Regions from separate parts of the Capsicum annuum genome. Here region 1 is linked to region 2. Evidence: chromatin contacts called from public Hi-C data. All regions are on one chromosome and are shown on one strand. The core of a region is the stretch at or near the end of the contact, and the rest is flanking DNA. Distances in the headings are between cores, read along the strand shown. Region 1 has its middle 54 kb from the start of LOC124897801. Region 2 holds the start of LOC107878107 (TATA-box-binding protein).

Region 1 (6,612 bases), core at 3,800-6,299, 140 kb before region 2:
CAATACTTGGCAAAACTGCTAAGAAGGCTAATAATAACAACTAAAAACTTCTAAATTGTCTGTACTAGTCTAAAAATCTTCCAACTGAATAACTAAGGAGTTGATGGGACAAGCCCCTAACTAACTCTGACTGACTGCTAAAATTGAGAAAAACTGAAATAAGCATGACTATTCCTCAGATCATGAGGACTCACATTGCTGCCACTACTGGTGTGCTGGGATATCTAGGTACGGTCGAGAACCTGAGCGTCCGAACCTATGATATGAAACATTATAGAGCAAGAAAAAAGTATGCGATCAGTACTTTGAATGTACTAGTATGCTAAATGAGGTAGACTAATATGTATAGTGTCATGTGCATGCGTATGAACTGTCTAAATGAATTGCATGAAGTACTGAGTAGAATACATGAAATCTAGAAACTATTTAAAATTTTACGTGGGATGACCCAAAAATCAAGGTCGTGATGGCACATGTCATGGTGAACCTTAACAAGTAAGCCCATCAAACAAACTGATACGAAAGAGAAATTAACATTCAAAACCCAAGGTGAGGCTCTTAGAACAAAATAAAACCATAATCAATACAATAAAAGTAAAAAAAAAAAAGCATAAACAATAATGTCATAACTCCTAAAACTTGGTGTCACAGTGTAAGAACTACTAGTACAACTAAAGAAAATGCAATACATAGGAAATAACTCTGTCTCTAAATAGTAATAAAGGCAGAATCTAATAAGACAAGGTATGTCAAGGCCAGAGACTACCTTCTAATTGTAACACAGTACTCAGAACCACTAGTGATCCCAAGTCAACTCATAGTACTGGCATAATACATGAGCAACTAATTTAAAGTATATATAAAAGATAAACAGATTGAATAGAAGCATAATCATGAGATAAGATAGTTCAATTCATTACTTTTCAAGTTTACAACACTGTAATATGAAAGATAGAGGAACTTAAATTACATATACTGACTATAGTTAGTGGGGACATAACCCCCAATTATCCCTAATCAGTACATATAAATAAGGAAATAAAATACAAAAACTGCAACTGACTTGAATCCTCGAAATAAGAGAACTCATCACATGTTGGTTGAATATTGTGATCTGCCTAACTATAATCTTGAAAGTAAGCACCTGAATCTATATCACATAAAAAATATAGGCAGAAGAGTTATGCTATCAGTACTTTGGAATGTACTAAGTATGTGAGATATGCACTAATCATGAAAATACTTAAAACATACTTTAAAACTAAGGACATAAACCATTTGCTGAAATATGAATTTAAAACATGTCTGTATGTAAAAACTGTAAGGCGTGGTGAAATTTCTAAATTTTGAGCTAAAATATTTTTGTAAACTAGGAAGTTATAGAAACATGAATACTATATTAAATCTCAAGTTAAAGTTGACTATGTTGTAAAATTATACTGAGGGTCATGTATGAATACCACGTCTGAGACTGTGGGATGTGAACTGATGCAATGACCAAGTATAAACATATACTGTATAAAACTGAATAACTGAATATAAGGTCATACATATATGAGCTGAAAGATAAGTTGAACATAAAAATCGAATGTAAGACCAAGTATAAAAAAATACTGAAATAATCTAAATAACTAATATACTAAACACTTGGTCAAGCCAACCTGAATTAGACATAATTTGAATCCTGAACTAGAAACTGTGAGAGCTAACACTTAACCGACATGCCCCAATCTGAGCTAATCAGGGTTCAAAATCTAAAAATAGTTAGAAGGGCGTTAGTACCTCACCAAGGGTACCAATACTAGCTGTGTGGATCCACTAACATGATGTCTCAAAGGACTAGGTTGTAGTCCTCTACTGGAGGGTGATCATGACCCTTAAGAGAGTGTCAGTCCTCAACTGATGGGTGACCTCTCATAACCTATGCTAGCAATGTAGTTCTAAAACTTAGGGACTTCTACTAAAGGTCTCAGTTCTCCACTGGTGGGTGAGCCTTCGCCCCTAGGTTCTCTTGGTGCTAAGTTCTACTCCCAACTAAAAGACACAGAAGCATAAATTGGTACATGCACTGATAACTGATAAGTGATATGTTTAATTCATGGTATTCTGAAAATAACAATGCATGTATAATATGAAGTATTCAAAAGCATGTAAACTGATATATATCTGAATTTCTAGGTATCAGGTGTTCATAATCCCCCAGCTCTGACTAATGCAACTGAACATGAAGATATTGAAAACTGATCATAAAAAAGAAATTTCATGTATAAAGCCCAAAAATTCAACAAGTGACCATAATCTGAAAATTTATGATTTTGAACATAGGAAGATGTTATTCTTATCGAAAATCATGTATTCATGGTTTAATTACAAAATAAACTCTAGAAATTAAGGAAAATTCATATAGCTTATTCATATGCTTGAAATCTTAACTATTATCAAGTAAAACATGCTTGAATTTGAGAATAGCGTGAATGATATGATATGGGCTTAAGAAACCATGAATAATCATTAAAACATGCTTGAATTTGAGAACAATATCATGGGAAATTCAATTTAAGTTTAGAGTAACAGTTGGGTAAAATCCTAGATTATGAAAATCATTAAATTCATGAATAAAATCATAATTTGGGTATAAGGATGAAAGGAATTCCTCATTGGATACCCACATACCTGGATGTAAAAGCCTTGGATAAATTTCTTGGGATTGAACTTTAACTTGAAGAACCTTAATTGGCTTTAGGGAGAAAGAAATAGCCTATTTTTACTATATGATGAATGATTTCTGAGTTATGATAGGTTAAGGTAATATTTATGATTGATAACTATTGTTTTAGAGGGTTAAACGACGTATTTTTGGAGCTAAAAGGGTGGGAAAGACCAAAAAACCCTTAGAAATCATCTGGAAGTAGTCCTAACGACTTAGGTCATAACTTGTAGGGTCTGACCATGATTCGTGACTTCAGTCTTGTTTAGAAGTCCAATTTCAGCCTCTACTATCCAGATTACAACTCCCTTCTAATACCCCATAATGAGACATTACAAGTTATAGTCTGGGCATCTTTGACAGTGTTTCAGTATTTTGGTCATAACTTCTTACCTTGATATCGAATTTAAGGAAAAATTGGTATCGTTGGAAATATAATTCAATTATCTATCTGTTGGTGAGTCTTGAGCTCAAAAATTCTTAGTAGAACAGAAGTTATGCTTGTTTGAAGATGACTACAATTATATTTTTCACAAGAATCTATTCGTTAAGGGATGTTTTGACTTGTCTATATGTTAGGAGCTATTTGTGACTTTAATATGTGTCTAAATCACTATAAATCTATCAAAACATGAGTTTTGATCTTGTATGAACTTAAAGCATGGTTCTAACATTGACTTGAATTTTTGGGGTGTCATAAAGTAGTAGTAGAGTCTGAATGTATGAAATCCATCGCTACCTCGTAAAGCTCCAAATATTACCCGAATCAACCAATGTGGGGCATACCCGAACTAGAATCTGCACCAAAAGAATATAGAAGAAGTGAGTACGGTTCACTTATACTCAGTAGGTATCATAGGCCAACTGTGAAAAGTAGATAATAAAGCATACAAAATAAACACCAGGGGCATGCATCTGCAATTAGAAAACGTCACACAAAATAGTTCTATAATACTTACATATATTGAAACATACACAAAAAAGGACCACAAGTATACATCATATGACATAAAAGTAAATAACAGAAGGACAACATATACAAGAACATCAAGTACAAGTAAAGAAAGATATAACAAATGGATAGGTAACAAGTCAAGACAGAAATACAATCACATCACAAGCATAATAAAGTAAAAAAAATAATGAGAATGATGATGATGAGGAGGAGGAGGATGTAATGCATGAGGTCATCACACAACCTCTGAGACTGTCGCACAGCCTCCGTATACACCTAAGGAGATAAAGCTACAATACATAGGACCCATGGATTCATATCCATATCTTCTCCACGGCACATCCCTCGGAGAAAGTTTTTATAAGATATCACATTTTTCTATCAGAAAAAGCCAAAGTTTTTAATAAAATCAAAATATTTATTTGATCTTAATAAAAACTTTTCAAAATAATTTTATACGTAATTTTATCATTTTAAGTAGCGATTATATATTATTGTGTTCAATTATACGAAATTTTATAATTTTGTTACTTAAATATTTATTTTACAAAATATCAGATTTTAATCAAAGGCTTATCTTGAAAATAAATTCAAATAATTAAAATCTTTATTTGAATATAATTTTCTCTCAAAAATAATTTATTTGTATGAATATGTGTTTGATTTTATTAAATTAAGAAGCTCGGAATTGAAATAAGGATTTAATTAGTATCAAATTTCAATTTAATTTAGCCAATTTATTAAATTTAATCATAATGAAAATCAAATTGGCCACGATTGCAGTGCAAATTGACCAATTTAATTTTTAATTTGGTCAAAATATTAATTGAATTTGGGCTAAATCCTAAATCTTAATTTGGGATTACATTTAAAATAATCCCAAAATCCTTTTAACCTTCTCCATTTTTGGGCCACAAAAGCAGTCCAAAAAATTTTCTCCACTCAGCCATAAAACCACTAAACCCACCAGCCCATAACAATAGTCCGCCCTAGCCCAAACCAAAAATCCGACCCGGCCCACAACTTTAGTCTCTCCCTTATCAGCAACAACAAAACACCACACCAAATAATGATCTCAACACCGACCAACAATATTAGCAGAAAAACCCAAAACCCGATGATCCGCGAATCAACCCGACCTGAATTAGAATCAGCTCTAAACAACAATAGTGATGCGTACAATATCCACCAGCCACGACAAAAACAGCAAAATCCCATACCCGATAACCATCTTCAACCCGTCGAAGACCCAACCGACCCAACCCTTCTCCACGTGCATCTCACATGGGTACGTATGAGGAGGGCTCGAGAAAGTTCTAGAACAAACCTAGGTGTCGTTCCCCAACGGGTAATTCCACAAATCTCAGGCACGATGGTACGATTCCGTACATATTTGGTGAATTCCTATTAGTTCTTGAGGGAATTCATTTTGCGAAAAATTCTATTAGTCCATCCATCCAGATTTATCCGAAGAAAATCCAAAAATTAGTACAAAAATTTAGGGATGAAAACCGAAGCGGGGGGAGATTTCCAATTTCCAATTTTCTATTTTTAGAAATCCCTAATTTACCCCATATACGCCTTTCTATAAATGACTCAACGTGGACCAATTTTTAGATGGGAAAAAAATCTCTTTTAGGTCCAAAAAAGAGAAGAGACAAAGGATTTTGGAAGCAAAAACATAAGAAAAAATAGTAAAAGGAGAAGGGGCTTTTCTTTTAAGTGAAAAAAAGAAGAGAGAGAAGAAATATATTTTGTTTTCAGCACGAATTCTTGAAGGCAGTAGGCTAATCGTTTTTAAGATCTTTTTCCGTGGTGTTCACAATTCCGACGAAGCTCATTGTTGCGTTTGGCTACCCCGAAAGGGGTAAACATACTCTCGTCCCTTTTAATTTCATCATTTTCTTCTTCTTCCTTTTTAACCATAGAATCAGTTAACTGCTTAGTTGTAATCGTGATAGCATTAGGTTTGCTTGCCGTAGACGTCGTTGATGGCCATAGGATTTGTTTGTGGTGACTATTGTTGTGTCGTTTTAATTGGTTTAATGATGTTCGCCCTATTGTTGATTCCATATATTTTTTATTTTACTGTTTTGGAATCATAATCTCGTGTTAATCTTACTGGTCAGTTGTTAAATTTTCCGTTAGTATATATTGTGAACATGTTGTGCTTTTTCGTATGATTCGATACATCTCGTCGTGGGGTTTAAACTACTGTTCTTATATTGACTTTGTTTAAATTGTCCGAAACATAGTGTTCTTCCGATCTGTTGCTCTTCGATGCAGCTGTGAGCTCAATGCGTTGGTATCACAATTTGAATTCTAGTTTTTCTTTCAAAGTCATTACAATCTCTTGAAAATTGTGGTCTATTTTTGCTAATATTTAGCTGAGCCTTCTTTATTTAAGTCCTCTTTGTTGCCTTAGTTCGATGTTGCTACTGTTTCGCCTATTTCCTTACCTTGTTTTATGCTTGTCTTCGAGTTGTCGTGAGCATGTAAAGATGTTCCTCAAATTCCTATTGGCAAGAAATGTCAAAGAAGGGATGAAGGATACATTATATAGGTCTTTGCTTTGATGGAAATCACAACTGATGGGTTATTGTTTTTCTTGGCATCGTAATGCTAGTCTTGATGCACTAGCACGAATATGTTTAATGTAGTCTAATAGCCATAGGAAAAAGAAGAAGAATAATGTTCTTTTATATCTCTTATGGCTTCAAAGTTTCAGTTTTTAATTGTTTTATGTAAGTGGATTCTTTCCTTATTTTTCTCTCTTTTTTCCCTGACTATCCGAACGCCTTGGTTGTTTTATTTCTTCCTTATTGACATTCACTGGCTCCTGATTTCTGATTCAATTTCTTAATAGGTTCAAAAAATATAACTCACAATTTTTGTCTTAATGTTTCAAGTTCTAGTTGTTGCATTCTTAACGCACTAGTTTGATATTAAT
Region 2 (6,647 bases), core at 1,921-4,420:
AAAAATATCTTTGAGAATTATATTTTAGCATCCTTTTTTGGTCATAGAGATAAGAAGATTAAGTCATGATGCTCATCAGTTTTTTTTTTTTTTTTGAATAACTAGCAAAGTATGTATATTTTTTTTACTAATTTTATATGTCGTTTATATTTTTTATGTCACATAACTAAAATCTCAATAAGCAACAAATCAAATGAACGTTAAAATAAACTTAAATTCAAATTCAATATTTTATACTTTGAAATTTAGGAGAAGAAAATTCATTTGCTTATGAAATATAACATAAAAATAATTATATTCAAAGTCATTCTAGAATTGTAGTAATTGTTGTAACAGTAGCATTATTATTATTATTATTATTATTATTATTATAATAATAATAATAATAATTTCATTTTAAATATTTATTCCAATTTAAGTTCGAATGTATAGATTATAAGATAAATATGAAAAAAGTAAGGATTAGGATTTTTTTTTTTTACCAAATTAATATTATAGTATTTGAATTTGAATTTAAAAGATTAGAAATACTTAAATTTGAAACTATTAGAAATTAGAAAATATTAATAAGGGTTTTTATTTATTTATTTTTTTATTTTTTTTTTGGGGGGGGGGGGAGGGGGAAGATATTTTAATTGATTTATTCTGATTTAGAATTATAAAAATATGAAACATAAAAAGTTTTTTACAATTAAATAATTATTTTTACTCATATAGATTTGATTAGAGGAGAGAGATGGATATTAACAATCTAATATCTTTAAATTGTGGATAGTAAAATTTAAAAAATATAAAATCTAAAAGTATTTTTTATAATTATATGATTATTTTTTTTTTGTATATATATTTGGTTAGAGGTGAGGGGATTTGGTGGGGGTAGGGTAAAATTTATTTTATTTAAAACTTGAGGGGTGGAGGTGATAGAGATAGAGGTGGGGTTAGGGGTAGGGGTGGAATGTGGCTGAGGGGTAGTAGTTTTTTTTTTTGGCATTTCATTGAGAAATAATATGATAGTTGAATTTTTCTTTAAGATAATATAATTTAACATGTTCGCAGAAATATTAAATCATAAAATGCAGAAATATTATTCACGCATCACGTGGGTACATATACTATTTCAATTTAAAATCATCAAATAATACGACCGAAATAATTCCTCCTTTCCTTCAGAGCACGTGTTCTTGATCTAGTGTCTGTTTGGGATAGCTTATTTTCCCACAAAAGCGCTTATTTTGAGGAAAAAACACTTTTTGTAAAAGGATGTTTGGTAAACTTGTCAAAGTGCTTTTAAAAAGAAGAAAAAACAGAAAATTTCTGCTTTTAAAAAAAACAGAAGCAGAAAAAAAAATTTCATGACAAAAATTATCCCTATCACCACCTCACGCATTTTTTTTGAAAAGAAGATGTTTGGTAAACTTGTAAAAGTGATTTTAAAAAGAAGTAGAAATAGTTTTTCTACTTTTGGGAAGATAGTTTTTCTACTTTTGGGAAGAAGCAGATTTTTTTTTTAAAGCAGCAGCAGAAAATATGTTTTTTCATGACAAATTTCCTTACCACTCACACAAACACTCTCTCTCTCACACACACATTATATATATCTATATCTATAATATATTAAAAGTGTGAAGGGTCTTAGAAATGTTGTTTGAACTTTTTGCTCTTCATTAAAAGTTTTTGCTTTAGACAAAATCGTCTTTTCACTATTTTTTTCTATTATTTATGAGTTAACAACAACAACAAACCCAGTATATTCCCACATAGTGGGGTCTGGGGAGGGTAAAATGTATGTAGTCCATACCACTACCCCCAAAGGAGTAGAGAAGCTGTTTCCGATAGACCCCCGGCTCTATTATTTATGAGTTAAAAATTAATTAAATATATTTATGGTAAAACCTTTCCTTATTAGAAGTCATCTGAATTTTAATATTTTTTTCCTAATTTAAGAGTTGGAAATTATTAAACCTATTTATGGTAAAATCTTTCCTTATTCGAAGTATCAAAATTAATAACAACTAATACTTTTTCTATTAATTTATAAATTCTAAATCAACTAAATTTGATTTTAAAAAGGTTTAGAAAATCTAGAAATAAATATAAAACTATTAGAATAAGAAAAATTTAAGAAAGACCACATTTTAAAAAAGTTTTAAGTACATAATAAGAATGCAATCAATGATTTTGTAAAGATTTAACTTTAAAAATAAGGAAAAATTCTAAATATATATATATATATATATATATATATATATATATATATATATATATATATTTGTATGTATGTATATAAACGTAACACAAATATGATTAAAATCAATGTGTCTCTCTCTCAGCTTGTGGTAATAAGAGAAAGGGGTACTATATGACAAACACAAAAGTAATGATTCATCAACCAATTGAAAAATCTGATGGTAAAACATATATGTGTATATGTTTATGCTTACATTATTATATGAAAGTGTGAAAGATTTTTGAAAAGTGATTTGAACTTTCACATTTTATTAAAAGTTTCCGCAATAGACAAAATCATTTAATTTTAAAGAAATAAACGTTACACGTGCAAGACACGTGCGGTTAAACTAGTAATAATAATAATATGAAGTGTGTGTGTGTATATACCCCTTATTAATTAATTAACATATTTAAACAAAAAAAAATTAATTAACATATCTTATAAGTTTGATTTTAAAATTTTATATGTCATATTTACGTTATAATTCTTTATTTTATTTTATGATTTATATATTATTATTATTTTATTTTTCACTTATTTTCTTTAAATAAATTTTAAAATATCATTGATGATTATGACAGGAGAATATATAACTTTTTATTTTTTATTATTAATAATAAATTAATTTTAGTAGTAAAAGTTACATGTCCTTTTTGGTTATTTTGAAAAAAATTATCCAAACAGAATTTATTTATTAAAAATACTTTTCATAAGTATTTATCAAACATAATTTTATTTTTGAAAAGCATTTTTTTTAAAATTATTTTATAAAAATGTTTCTCGGCATTTTTGTAAGGGCAATGCACACGGACTCGAATGCCATTCACATGACAAAACTGTATTACCATTCTGCCCATCAAAACATAGAACATCTGTTTTGCTGAGCTGAGGGTAATTAAGTAAATTAAAGCACCATCTATAACACAAATACTCAATTCCACACGCCTCGATCAGCTCTTGAGATCGTTCCCTCTCAAAGTCCTCCCTCTTCCCTCTATATAATAACCCACCCTTGTCGCTCAATAAAGATCTTCTTCTCCCTTTCATATAAAAGATTCTTCTTTCAAATTCTATACCGCTACTAATTACCCCACCACCTTCAAGCAATCACCCTTTCTCAGCTCCAATTCAGCACAGTTTTTAAAGCAAACCCTAGTTTTACATTTTGCTTTCAAAGGTCTGGATCTGACCCATTTTTCATCATCAGCTAATGTTGTTTCAATAAAATTTCCATTGTAATTGTAACAATTCCTTTAAGAGTTCAATCGGAGCGAATTTGTGATACATTATACTCCAGTTTAGTTTTCCGTCTTCTATTAGATATGTTATAAAAATCTGATTTTGCTTTAGCAAGAGCAGTCTTGGGGATTAACTATTGATAAGACAAATCAAAAAATTGGGTAGGGGAAGGGGCATAGTTGATATTCATGTTTTCCCTTTATCTAGGCAAGGAATTATTACTGTCCATTTCACTGGCATTCTCACGTATTAACTTTGTCTACCAAGATTTTGACAGAAAAAATAAATCAAATAGATTTTTTTTATACGTTTGTTGAGATTGGATCCCCGGCCTTCTATGGTTTGGAGGAATAACTATTTTCATAATTGATGAAGAGATATTGACTCTGTAGAAAATGTAGATAGCTTTTAGTATTGGGGAACCCAATATTGTCTAAATTGAGCTACATTGACAGTGAGGATTTATATAGTATGCCCAACTCAAAATAGAGCTACATTGACAATGAGGATTTATATAACATAGCCAACTAGTTTGGGGTTGATGTGCAGTTGTTGTATTGTTTATCAACCAGAATATTGATTGTATCTGCTACTTTAATTCCTTGTTGTAGTGTTTCGTGTACGGTAGGGACTAGGTGAAAAGAGGAATGGCGGATCAGGCATTAGAGGGGAGCCAGCCAGTGGATCTTTCCAAGCACCCTTCTGGAATAGTTCCTACTCTCCAGTACGTTTATTCTTATCACTTCTACCAACTTTATTACATATATAGGCCAGTAATAGGGTCTATGAATTGTTTACAAGCCGTTGGTTGTTAACTCCTGTCTCGAAAACTTAGTATCTTATTTGATTTCTTTCAAAATGAAATGTAATAATGTAACACCTTGTATCTGTTGCTAGTGGGAGGTGATAGATATCCCGTGGATTTAGTTGAGCTGCGTGAAAGCTTGCCTGGCACCATGGTTATCAAAAAAATTTTCAAATTGTTGTTTAGGAAAATAAATATTATCAATTGAATTGAAATGGAGGGAGTAGCATTGATATCCACCAGTCTTGCTTTTCACCTAAACATACTGCTCATTTTCTTTTTACACAAGTGATAAAATTACTTCTGATATGTTTAGGTTGATTGGTGCAAGCGGCAATACTGTGTATTTTAAAAGTATATATTTCACTAAGTGACTATGTATCTGCCATTCTTATCCATTGCTAGGAATATTGTCTCTACGGTTAATTTGGACTGCAAGTTGGACCTGAAAGCTATTGCACTTCAAGCTCGAAATGCAGAGTACAATCCAAAGGTATATTTCTGTGCTATAGTTTGTTATTGTAGTTGGTGATAAGGTAATAGATCCTCTTAATGCATATTCATGATGTGTTTTATCTAATATGTGAATGAAGCTATGTACTATTAGGGGTCGTTTGGTTGGGAACCAAGTTATGCTGGGATTAGTTATACTGGGATTACTTGTCCTTCCTGAGATTAGTTTTTGATGGTTGTTTGGTTTGTGGTACTAAAAATAATAGGCATTACATTCTTTTTAAGAATAGATAGTTTGTTTACAAAAATACCCTTCACCTTATTTATCTTAATTATTTTCCTTCATATTAAATACAAAAGAAATTAAAAAGTTACTAATTTTTTTTTGAACTTTAGTAGATTCTTTTTCCTAAAAATACATATTAAGAATTTTTTGTTGATATTTCTTAAACGTGTATGAAGTGTTAATATTTCATGTTAAATTATTTATTTTGTCCTAAATTTAATAAAATGTTGGTAATTTCATTTTTTGTTAAAAAAGCTTCATTATCAAAAATTATAAAAAAGAATTACTCTCATTTTTCATTATTTAGTATCATTAATATTTGGAGAGTTAAAATTGTGTTTTAAAAAAAAAATAAAAAAATTTCAAACATTTAGCTATATATAAAAAATAATTTTTTATTTAATAATTAAGCATGTACTAAGTTGGAAAGGGAATGTCAAGATACTTTAATTACTTGTCCATGATAAATTTGTTAGGAAAAATGACAATTTGAAGTAAGATTAATAAACATTTCTAAGAAATAGAAAGTCAATAAACCCTTGGATCAATTTTGAATTTGATTGTGTAAATAGTTTTTATGGTGTCACTATCATTTTTTCTTGACTCCTTACTTTTATAGCATTTAATAAGCTCATATAATTGTTTAAATTTATCAAAATGGATGAAAATTTGTAGAGTAATTAAACTTTAAATTAGTGATAAAATTGACACAAAATATTTGATGTGAGGACTACCAAAATCTCACTTTCTCTCTTTTATATAGTATTAAAGTAAAGAAGTAATATATATATATATGAAAAGTGATAATTGGAGGATATTTTTGCCATTTTAAGGCTTTATCCCAAGGTAAATAATGTTGGGATTATTTATACCACTCATAGAGTGGGATAACTTATCCCGGTACTATTTGTTAATCCCGGGATAAGTTATCCCGAACTTGACAACCAAACAAGACACCAAAATTTTTATCCCGGGACTATTTTTTTATCCCGGGATTATAAGTTTTAATGCCTCACACCAAACGGCCCCTTAGATCTTCTTATGACACTGTCAGAGATTTGCTAACCTGTTGCTTTCAAATGATTTGTTTTGGACGTCATGATTTTGAAAAGGAAAAGAAAAATGGAATTTGTTTCTGTCGTGGTTGTGAATGTTGGGAGATAATAGAAGCTTCTTGCAGTACTAACTACTAAATGAACTTTATTTGAGCATGTGAATATTGTTTTGCACTATAACTTATGAGGCAATTGACAATTTTTCTCTCTTTAGCAGTTTCCAATTGACCTTTTTATATAAGGATTTCCCTCCAAATGATTTGTTTTAATATTTAAGTTTATGATTTCTTCCCATCTGTTCAACAAAGAACAAAGTTACTGAACCTATGTTGGTGGGAGGTAGCAAGTACTTGGTACCCCATGGAATGAGTCGAGGTTTGTGCACACTGGCATAGACACTGAAGTCATAAAAAATGTCTAATCTTGTAAATGAATTTGTTTGACTCATTGCTTTCCATTTTCAAAGATTTAGTTCTCCTTGAAAGAAATGTAAAGAAGGGGTGCCTTGGAGTAACCGGTAAAGTTGTTGTCATGTGACTAGGATGTGACTAGGAGGTCACGGGTTCAAGTCATGGAAAC

What was found. A called contact is a pair of places that touch in the nucleus more often than the background predicts.
Region 1: a contact with region 2 is called in a Hi-C map of leaf, with 2.7 times the contacts expected there. The contact joins the enhancer-like site here to the promoter of LOC107878107 in region 2. A contact is called at or near these places in 3 of 5 Hi-C or Micro-C datasets (leaf and placenta).

The regions. Positions count from the first base shown.
Region 1 is chr1:84,497,283-84,503,894 of UCD10Xv1.1, reverse strand. No RefSeq gene overlaps it. Among protein-coding and RNA genes, the nearest start is that of LOC124897801, 54 kb to the right of the region's middle. Within about 2 kb of position 5,049, at least 5 of the 5 cell types and tissues checked have an H3K27ac peak or open chromatin away from gene starts, as enhancers often do. A contact at or near this core is called in leaf, where this site is marked.
Region 2 is chr1:84,355,996-84,362,642 of UCD10Xv1.1, reverse strand. LOC107878107 (TATA-box-binding protein) reads left to right here and starts at 3,170. Exons shown (of 10, transcript XM_047396957.1): 1 at 3,170-3,407; 2 at 4,098-4,193; 3 at 4,680-4,767. The coding sequence starts at 4,117.